Linked DNA regions of Canis lupus: region 2 is linked to region 1. A link is a contact called in public Hi-C data. All regions are on one chromosome and are shown on one strand. The core of a region is the stretch at or near the end of the contact, and the rest is flanking DNA. Distances in the headings are between cores, read along the strand shown.

Evidence for each region. A called contact is a pair of places that touch in the nucleus more often than the background predicts.
Region 2: a contact with region 1 is called in a Hi-C map of blood, with 8 times the contacts expected there. The contact joins two enhancer-like sites. A contact is called at or near these places in 2 of 9 Hi-C or Micro-C datasets (amygdala and blood).

What each region holds. Positions count from the first base shown.
Region 1 is chr1:100,493,205-100,498,544 of UU_Cfam_GSD_1.0, reverse strand. No RefSeq gene overlaps it. Among named protein-coding and RNA genes, the nearest start is that of ZNF329, 21 kb to the left of the region's middle. Within about 2 kb of position 3,109, at least 11 of the 20 cell types and tissues checked have an H3K27ac peak or open chromatin away from gene starts, as enhancers often do. A contact at or near this core is called in blood, where this site is marked.
Region 2 is chr1:101,434,636-101,439,975 of UU_Cfam_GSD_1.0, reverse strand. LOC106558942 (zinc finger protein 420-like) reads left to right here. Exons shown (of 13, transcript XM_038527588.1): 6 at 1-46; 7 at 1,504-1,530; 8 at 1,971-2,453. Among named protein-coding and RNA genes, the nearest start is that of ZNF772, 41 kb to the right of the region's middle. Within about 2 kb of position 2,380, at least 5 of the 20 cell types and tissues checked have an H3K27ac peak or open chromatin away from gene starts, as enhancers often do. A contact at or near this core is called in blood, where this site is marked.

The DNA of each region.
Region 1 (5,340 bases), core at 1,860-4,359:
TCAAGGACTTGTCAATGTGCTTTGTCCCTCAGCTAGTCCTCTGTTCCCTCATCACTGAGATCAAGAGTCACATGCTCTATAGACTGAGCCAGCCAGGCACCCCTACATCATTCACTTTTAATGTAATTATTGATAAGGTTGAATTTAAGGCCTACAATATTACTATTTGTTTTCTGTTGGTCTCTTCCATGATTTGTTCCTTTGTTTCCCCTTTCCTGCCTTCTCTGGATTATTTGAATATTCTGTAGCATTGCATCTTATTTATCTATTGGCATTTTAGCTATACATCTTTGCGTTTTTTTAGTGGTTCTAATGGGGTGCAGAAGGCTAGCTAGGACAAAACACAAACTGACATTCTGCACCCTCCTTCCCCAACCCTCCACTATGGGGTTTGTGTGATGTTCCTCCAGAAAACTTCCAACTATTCTCATACCCCTCCTAACTCCCGGGTATATAATCAGCCACCCCTTACAGGGCTCTTCCTGCCCACGGGTCCTGTCCCCATGTTTTAATAAAACCACCATTTTGCACCAAAGACACCTCAAGAATTCTTTCTTGGTCATCGATTCCGGACCTCACCCCACCAAACCTCACCTATATTCCAAAACTTCATCACTTGAACTTTCTAATTTTGCAAATATGTGCCTTTTACCAAATTTGGGGAGTTTGCAGTCATTATTTCTTCAAGTATTTTTTTCTTAGCCAATCTTTCTCCTGATGCTTTAATGACACAACTTTAGACATTTTGATATTGTCCCATAGGTCACTGAGGCTGTTTTCATTATTTTTGACCGTTTCATTCTGCCTATTCTTCAACCTGATCTTCAATGTTGCTAATTATTTTCTCTTATTTTATTCTGCTCCTGAGCTCATCCATTTGGTGAACTCTTTATTTTAGGTATTTTTCAGTTCCAAAATTTGCATATGGTCGAATTTCAACTTCCAGTTTTAATTCCCTACTGAAAAGTCTGTCTTTCCATTTCATTTGTTTACCTCTACCTCATGGAGCAGAGTTAGAGAGCTGCTTTAAAGTCTTTGGTAGGGATGCCTGGGTGGCTCAGCAGTTTGTTGCCTGCCTTCATGCCTAGGTCGTGTTCCTGGAGTCCTGGAATTGAGTCCCACATTGGGCTCCCTGCATGGAGCCTGCTTCTCCCTCTGCCTATGTCTCTGTCGCTCTCTCTCTCTCTGTGTCTCTCATGAATAAATAAATAAAATTAAAAAAATAAAAATAAAGTATTTGGTAATTGCTATATCCAGGTCCTTTCCTTTAAGTGTTGATCATTGTTCATATTTGCCTGGTTCTCTTTATAGCAAATAATTTGGATTGTGCCCTGAGAATTTTGAATATTACGATATGGGACTCTGGGATTTCTTAAAATCAGCTGGAAAATGTTGCATTTTTGTTTTATCAGTGATAAACCCAGATAGGCTTTTTTTTTTTTTTTAAGATTTTATTTATTCATTCATGAGAGACACACAGAGAGAGAGGCAGAGACACAGGCAGAGGGAGAAGCAGGCCCCATGCAGGGAGCCCAACGCAGGACCGATCCCGTGTTCCCAGGATCACGTCCTGGGCTGAAGGCAGGCGCTAAACAGCTGAGCCACCCGGGCTGCCCTCCAGCTAGGTTTAGACTGTAAGTTCTGCCTCATTTTTTGTGGATGGTGGTTCCAATGTCAGTTCAGGGTGGGTTGTTGTTGTTTTGAGAGAGAGAAAAAGAGAGAGACAGGGAGAGCAGGAGTAGAGTAGTGGTGATGGAGCAGGAAGGCCTCCCTGGGACTCTTAGCCCAGGACTCTGAGATCATGACCTGAGCCAAAATTGGGAGGCTTAACTAACTGAGCTACCTAGTCACCCCTGCCAGTGTCAGCTCAGTTTTAAACTCTGCTATGGTGTTTGAGTCTACCTGACATGCAACCAAAGCTACATACCAGAATGTCCCTATCACTAATATTCATAAAAGTCCGAAAGCATCATCAACCAAATAATCTACCAACATTAAAATGAACAGAATTTGGCATTTTCATACAGTGTAATACTGGACCAAACAAACCACTACTTACATACAAAAAAAAAGGATAAATTTTATAAATAGTATTGAGCAAAAGAAGGCAAAAAAGAATACATACTTCAGAACTCCATTTATGCAAAGTTCAAAAACTGGCAAAAGGAATCTACCGCAACAGAAATCAGGATAGTGTTTGTGAACCTTTGGAGGAGAGCTAATATTGACTTGGAATGAATCAGAAAGGGAGCATCTGGGAGCGCTGTTAATATTTTTTTATTTTTTTAAAGATTTTATTTATTCATGAGAGACGGAGGGGGGGGCGGGGGGGCAGAGACACAGGCAGAGGGAGAAGCAGGCTCCATACAGGGAGCCAGACATGGGACTTGATCCTGAGTCTCCAGGATCAGGCCCTGGGCGGAAGGCGGCGCTAAACCGCTGAGCCACCCAGGCTGCACAGTATTTTTTGATTTTATATTTGTGATGCCCTCTTCCAGAATGGAGAAAAGGCCTCCCAGAAGCTAGGCCAGGGACCCCAGAGGACATAGGTTTTCTTCCAGAGAGAAGAATCAGAGTCTAGAAAAACCGTAATCACTTCCTAATCACCAAACTCTACCTGAAGAAATAAATAATACACTGAAACTAATAATACACCGTATGTTAATTGGTTTTAAATTTTTAAAAAAGGGGGGGGAAGCCTCCTTTGTGGTTAGGGCAAGATTTCATAGGTGTGGTGCACTGGAATCTGCCTTTTCCTTTGCGAATCCAGTCCCTCCCTGCTCACCACAGTACTTTGGGAGTGGGGCGGGGCTCAGAACTTGTCCTTTAGCGTCAAGGTCAATGGATCCCCGGGACTCTCGGGACCTGAGCTATCTGAGTTATCCTTTTGGGAGGGTAGTGCAGTATGTGTAGGAAGAAAGATGGACAGATATCCAGGGACCAGAGGGTGTCTGCCACCAGTGGGGCTCCTCCTCCAGAGGATGGAGGTCTTGCTGGGAGATGGGGTTGGACGAGGAGAAAGGCCCCTGCCCGTACAGTGGATCTGGGGGACGATCCCCAGTGATGGCCAGCAGCAGATACCTGCCCCCACTGGAGCCACCTGCGACCCCGCTCCGGGTCCTCCCGGCTGCCCCGCCGCCGACTCCGCCCGAGCGCTAATCATGCTGCCTCATCAGCAGCAGCAACGTTAACGCTGTGTTCTCGGTCATCCCCACTCGAAAGGCAACAGCCCACCCTTCCCGCGCCAACGTACCCGCTTCCGGGTCTCCAGCACGCATGCGTGTTCTCCCAGCGGCCTACAACTCCCAGAAAGTCGCGGGAGGCGGCGCACCACCTTCTTCTACAAGTCGCGTTAGCTGTGGCGGCGGCGCCCTCTCCTGGCGAGAGAAGGAGACGACAGCAGATCCTGGATGTCAAGGATTCAGATCGCAGGGCTCTGAAGTGATCCCACAGGTGAAAGGAAAAATCACCCGCGGAATTCAGCCTCAAGCACCGAGCCCCGCAGTTCCTACTGGATTCATCCTCAACGGCTATACGCGGAGCTCTGAGCCAGCCTGTAGGGGCGGTAGGGACCTTTATCTGGTGACTGAAGTTTACTTTTGCCACCCTAGGTGTTCTTACCAGAATATTTTCTTTAATACAAGGAAAAGTCAATGGCTTAGACAATTTGTCTAGAAACGAATGAGGGGTAACTCCCTCAGCCAAAGATATGTGAACCTTAGAAAATACTGCATTTATTGGACTTACTTTTCCTCAACATCCTATTTAGAACATTTTCAATTATTTAGAAAACTTAGCAAGATTGTGGGAGCACACACCTAACCCTGCCCCTAAATTAGACAATAAACGTTTAACAACAGGTGTTTTATCACTATACACATAAACACCATTGGGTTTATTTTGATAATAATCGAATGGGATTAAGAGTGGTTTCAAAAAGGCACGGCCTGTGCCTCAGGTTAACACAGATGCTTTCTAGCTTCATGAGTGATGTAAAAAGACCTCAACTCTCTAAACTCTCCAAAACTCACCTTTAGGGACACCTGGGTGGCTCAGCGGTTGAGCATTGACCTTCGGATCAGGGCGTGATCCCGGGATCCAGAATCGAGTCCCACATCGAGCTCCCTGCGAGGAGCCTGCTTCTCCCTCTGCCTATGTCTCTGCCTCTCTCTCTGTGTGTCTCTCATAAATAAATAAATCTTTAAAAAAAATAAAACTCACCTTCCTCATTTGAAAATCAGAGTAATTAGAGAGCTCTGTGAGGACTGTATTGCTAGTACCTGTGTGTTCTATACACACTAAACCCTCAATGCAGATTCACTATTGTTTAATTACTAAGGCCTTTTTAAGAAGAATTTCTAGAAACGGAATTCCTAGATGCCAGAATGATAGGAACATTTTAAGTAATTTTATATTATTATGAACTCTCCCTTCATACTTATCCCACGTATACTCACCACCAGATGTTTCCAGAGTCAGATTCTTGGGACCAACAATAGAAATGAGGCAGGACCACAAATCAAATGTAAAGGCAAAGCTATATTGGGGGTGACAGCTCAAGCTGAGGAAAGACAGTACTAACAAGCAAGAATTAAACTCACTCCTCGGGCAGCCTGTGTGGCTCGGCGGTTTTACGTGCTGCCTTCGGCCCAGGGCATGACCCTGGAGACCCAGGACCGAGTCCCATGTCGGGATCCCTGCATGGAGCCTGCTTCTCCCCCTGCCTATGTCTCTGCCTCTCTCTTTCATGAATAAATTAATAAAATCTTAAAAAGAATAAACTCACCCCTCCTAACCATGGAGAGGCCCTGCTTATATAGAGAAAGTTCCATCCACTAAGGTTCCCACTCAGGTCCAATATGCTAAGGACAGAAAGGGGTAAAAAAAAATACCTCATCCTGATTGATCAATATTGGTAGTTAACACAGGCAACTCATTGGTGCTTTTGGGAGCCAGGGTCTTCTGTTTTTGTTTTTTTTTTGTTTGTTTTTTTAAAGATTTTATTTATTTATTCATGAGATACACAGAGAGGCAGAGACACAGACAGAAGGAGAAGCAGGCTTCTCGCAGGGAGCCCGATGTGGGACTCGACCCCAGGACTGGATTCACACCCTGAGCCAAAGGGAGACACTCAATCACTGATCCACCCAGGCATCCCCAGGGTCTTATGTTTTAAGTCTGGCTTGTATATGGGGTGGGCCATATCCTGGTTCTGCTCTGTAGGAGAAAAACCATGTAACAACAAAGTGCTCCAGATACACAATGTTTTTTACCTGTAACTTGTTTCCATAGTCCCTTTCATGCCTCTATTGTTTCTCTTGCTATGTAATAATCTACCAT
Region 2 (5,340 bases), core at 1,131-3,630, 940 kb before region 1:
ACTCATGGGGCAAACCTGCAGCAGCATCAAAAGAAGCAGACTAGAGGTAACTTTCCATAAAGGATGAAGGGAGCCCTTTGTTTGGACCTTGTAGCTTATATGGCAGATAAGACCTTGGCATGGAGGGAGAGTAGAGAGGACTTCACAGCCTTACTACCCTGCTAGCCACTCACAGTGGGTTGAAGCCACACAGGAACACCAAGTAGAGAGGGCTTTGAAAGTGGACAGAATGATTGTAAGTGGACTTGGTATGGGAAAGCCTTCAGCCTCAAGATATACATGTAGGGTACCAGAAAGTCTACCCTGGGGAATGGCCTTAGGAGTGCAGTGAAAATGGGATGTTTTTAGGTACAACTCTAACCTCAGTAAACATTTTAGCAATCACTGTGAAGAGGGTTTTGAAGTGTAGCCAGTGTGGGAAAATCCACACTTACTAGTCACCAGGAAGTTCATACTGTAGAAAGAGTGCAGTGAATGCAGGAAGTCTTTTACATATAACTCCAGTCTCCTTAAACAGTAGTGAGTTCACGCTGGAGAATGGCCTTCTTTGTGCAGGGAATGTGGGAAGGCCTTCATCAGAAAGTCCCACCTCCTTCAGCATCAGAAAATGTGGAAACTTCTTCCTTTTTTTTTTTTTTTTTTTTGAGACTTCTTTACAGGAAAATTTGGTCTTACTGAACGCCAGAGAATACACCAGGCCAAGGTTTTATAAGGTTTTATGAATTCAGCATATAGCAAGGCCTTTGCTACTAAGTATTGCATCATTGGTCACCAGAAAATGCACACTGGAGGACACTTTACAAGTACAGCTGATGTGGGGAAGTGTTTCAGTGCAAACCAATCTCGTTAAGCATCAGAGAATTCACACTGGGTAAAGGCATTGGGAGTGCAGGGAATGTGGGAAATTCTTGAGCCAAGACTCCCATCTCATTCAGGACCAGAGAAAGAATTTGAACTTGTGAGTAGAGCAAATGGGGAAAGATTTCTGCCAAAAGTATGTTTTAAATTAGCACTGGGAAAAAAAAGCTAATACATAGTTTTAAAAGTTGTGGTAAATTACACATCATGTGAAATTTACCATCTTGTTTTTAGGGGTACAGTTCAGGAATGTTAAGTATGGTCACCTTGTACCATGGATATCCGTAACTCTTTTCATCTTGTTAAACCTAATTCCATTACCTAACTAGCCATTTTTGCCTTCCCTGGCCTTTCCACATCATTTTCTTTATTTTCTCTATCCATTCATCTGCCCATGGACCATGAGTTGCTTCTACCTCTTTTGGCTATTTTGAATAATGCTACTATGGACATGAGTATACCAATATTTCTTTTAACACCTTACTTTCCAAAAAAGATTTCTTCAGTACCTTGCTTTCCAATTATTTTTGCATATATCCTCAAAAAGAATTGCTGAATCATATGGCAATATGGTCAGTTTTTTGAGGAACTGTTTTTCATAATGTTTGCACCATTTTACAGCCTTCATCCTTTTCTGTTTTTCAGTGTTCAGAAGCCTCCTTTCCCCATGTGGTAAGTCACTCGCTCTTTTCAGATGGGGCTTAGAATCTTAGAATAGAATGGATGGAGTAGGGAATGGAATACTTGGAGAAAGGGCTGGACATAATCCCCAGGAAGATTTTACTTATATGAGAGTGAGCACCAGTTGAGGTGGGGCAAAAGGAGAGGGTCAAGCAGACTCCCCCGGATCAGGGAGCCAGAAGCAGGCCAATCCCAGGATCCTGAGATCATGACCTGAGCCAAAGTCAGATGTTTCACCAACTGAGCCACCCAGGCACCTCTCTACCTTTTTTCTAACAGAAAAACTACAGAATCAATTGATTCCGCTCTAACATGTACTTGAAAAGCAGTAAGAGTATTTTAGGTCTCAGCTGTGGGTGGATGCACTTTGTGTCTGAGTGACCGTTTGTAGTTTTGGGGAATGTCTGAAAACGTGTCTGTTTTGTGATCAGCACAGGCTACGTTCCACGGAAATCTGGGTGTGACCCTTCCAAGAAGCCAGAGCCCCGCCCCGCTCCGCCCTCAAAACCTGCGGAGATCCCGATCCAGCCCCTTTCTTGGTGTGGCTAGAAAACACCCCGGGGTCAGGAAGAATGGAGACCTGTAGGGGTTCCGTAGCTCCGTCAGAACTACATTACCCGGAAGGCAGTGCGCCGTGCGTCCCCTCCACTGGACCAATGAGGGCTCGACGAGAGGCACTTCCGCCCGATGGACAGCGACGGGGCGAGCTTTCCGGCGTAGGCCTCCAGCGACATCTTGTAAACTTGGTCCTGTCTCCGGTCGGGATCCTTGGCCCGCCTGAGGTGAGGGCTCAGGATGCGCTGCGCCGGCTCCGCTGAGATTCGGCGTAGCTGTCGCCGGGACTGAGGGCTACGCTGCCACGGTGTCCCTCCCCCCCGCACCCGGCCACAGCTGCCGTGGCGATTCCCATTCAGGTAAGCGCTGCGTTTCTCTGGGCCAGCACCCAACTCTTCATTCTACATTAGAATTTCGTGTTTTTGTCCTCAGGAGGGTCCTATTTACTTTGATCTTCCAAATTTTGAAATAAGACTTGCCTGAAAAGACTTGCACAGAATGTACGTGTGCAGTTGAATAACCACCTGTAAAATTAGTACCTGTAATTATTGCTGTTAACCTTAGAAATAAAACGGGCAGTTTTTTTTTACCACCCAAAATGGGTTTATTTGGGTTTAATTCGGGAATACAAGAGTATTGCATCCAGGCAAGTCTGGAAAGGGCTGCTCTGAACAAAGCTCATTGGGCAAAGTGGGCGTCGTGAGTATAGTGGTTTCTCTTTGGCTGGGCTGTTGGCAGGGATAGTCAAGTAGTAGCTCCTGGGAGAGTCCACCTCTTTTCCTGTGAGTCCGCACAAGAAAACAGCATTTGTAGGGTTGAGAGCTTCTGCCGACCTGATCTCTCCGTTCTAATTATATTCACACTGGCCAAGTGAGGAAATGAGTTATAAATAAGACCGAGAAGCCAGCTGTGCAAGTCTTTCCACTATTATCCCAGTCTCCCAAGTTAGACTGTTGTCTGTTTCAAGTAAGCATATTTTATTGTCTTGACAGTTTGAGCAACTATGTGGGAAATACTCAGCATCTAGTATTAATAGTTTCCATGTGACTTCAAACACTATGAAAGGACTGACATCACAATCACATCACAATAGTATATTGTGACTAACTTTTTACATATATCCATTTTTCTGTGCCATATTCTATGGTATGGATACTTGGAAAACATGTCTTTGTTTTTGCCCATGGTTTTCTGCATTTATAAAAACATTGCTACTATATCCACATTTTCTAGGATATACAAGCACACAGTTGTCTAGCATATATATATTAAATATGGATTTCCACAGTCTGAGGTTTAAATTTACTTTATAATGCCAAACTGGCTTTCCAAAATGTTACCAATCTATATACCAGTAGCAGCTTACAATATTTATGAATTTCTACAGTCTTATTAGTTCTAGGCAGTGTCAGGCTTGTGAGGTCAGCCTTACTGAGTTTTGCTTTTAATGCTTACCATTACTTTTGCCTTCTTAGAAAGTGCTTGCCGGAATTCTTGTTTACATACAGAAGATTTCAGTTTATTAAGTGTTAAAATTTTAAATTTATTTTAACAATTTTGGAGGATTCAAGAATTTGTGTAATTTTTACTCAACTGTTTAGCTTGCCATTTCAGTTATTATGACAACAGGAGCCCTTTATTGTAGTGGGATTCTTTACTATGAGGCTTTGGTTTAAAAAATCTATTCTCTTCATTCATACAAGATGTAATTTTTGTCTTCCCAGCTAAGCATGTCCAGCTGAAATTACTTTTTTGTGTGCATTTGAAGTGGAGGTCTAAATTTGTTTTGCTACACAGCAGTTTTATAAGCTGCTGTTTTAATGCTCTGTACTGGCACTGAAGCATCAAGACCCACGAGTGCCCTATTTTATGAGCTCTGGTCTTTTCAACCTAATTTTTGTGTGTATAGTTTTCTTACCAGAACAGCCTTATAATGTTATCACCTCTTTAGGAACAATTACTCTTGCATGCTAAAGTGATGTTTAATGTTTATTTTTACTTACGTAGCCTTGTCACTTTAAAAGAAACTTCTCAAATTCTAAAATATTTGGGACACACAGGTATTTTAACAAAAAAAAAAAAAAAAAAAAGATTTATTTAGGGGATCCCTGGGTGGCTCAGCGGTTTAGCGCCTGCGTTCGGCCCAGGGTGTGATCCTGGAGTCCAGGGATCGAGTCCCACATCAGGCTCCCTGCATGGAGCCTGCTTCTCCCTCTGTCCCTGTGTCTCTGCCTCTCTCTCTCTCATGACTAAATAATGACTAAATAAATAAATCTTTAAATCTTTTTTTTTAAAGATTTATTTATTTTAAGAGAGCACGAAGCTGGGGGAGGGGCAGAGGGAGTATGAGAATCCCGGGCATCTTGGGGAGGGGGGCGCTCCATCTCACAACCCTGAGATCACAACTTGAGCTGAAACCAAGAGTTGGATTTAGTGGACTGATCCATCCAGGTGCCCCCTGGCATCCTTAAGTAACATGCATAACATCAAGCTTTTTAGCTTTGGTTGCTCTGAATCTTTTAGTACTGTTGGGTTTGGGTTTTCTGGCTCCAGTTTATGAACTCTAGATGTGTGTTCTCTTCTCCACAGTCTTTTGTTTGTTCGTTTTGTTTGGTACTCTTTCTTATGAATTTTGTCAAGATTTGTTATTTCTTTCTCATTTAATCTTACCCTTTACGTCTGTTTGGCTGCATTTTTCTGTGAGATTCTTCTTCTCTAATGATGTAGTTTTCTTAAATTGTTTAGATTTATTAAAATTATTGTAGTTAAACTGTTTTCCCTTTCTGATCTTTATGTCATGTTACAAATTTTATCTGTAAACACTGTAAAGTGTTTATCTGATAAACAATGTTATCGTAAATTTTTATACTCTACACCCACAAGATTTTTGCTTTTTAAGTGATTATCATTTTTTATCATCTTCCTCTGGTACTACTGCTAGAGGAAATGATGATAGGATATTTTGCTAAAATAGGCAAAATTCAATAATTGTAAGGATAAAATGGAGAATGGAACAAGGTTAGGTCCTAGCTTGTTTCCTTTCCTGTAAGTTGAGAAATGCAATTACTCTGAACTGCAGGAGGCCAAAGCACCTTTCCTGGAGCTCCAGCAACAACCTCTTTATCAGACATTCATTTGGAATGGATAATCAAGTAAATAGTAGTTTGGTTTAGTTCTCTACCACAGGAGAGAATATATTCGCAATATTTTTCTGAACATTTATTGAAAAAATTGAAAAAGAAGTAT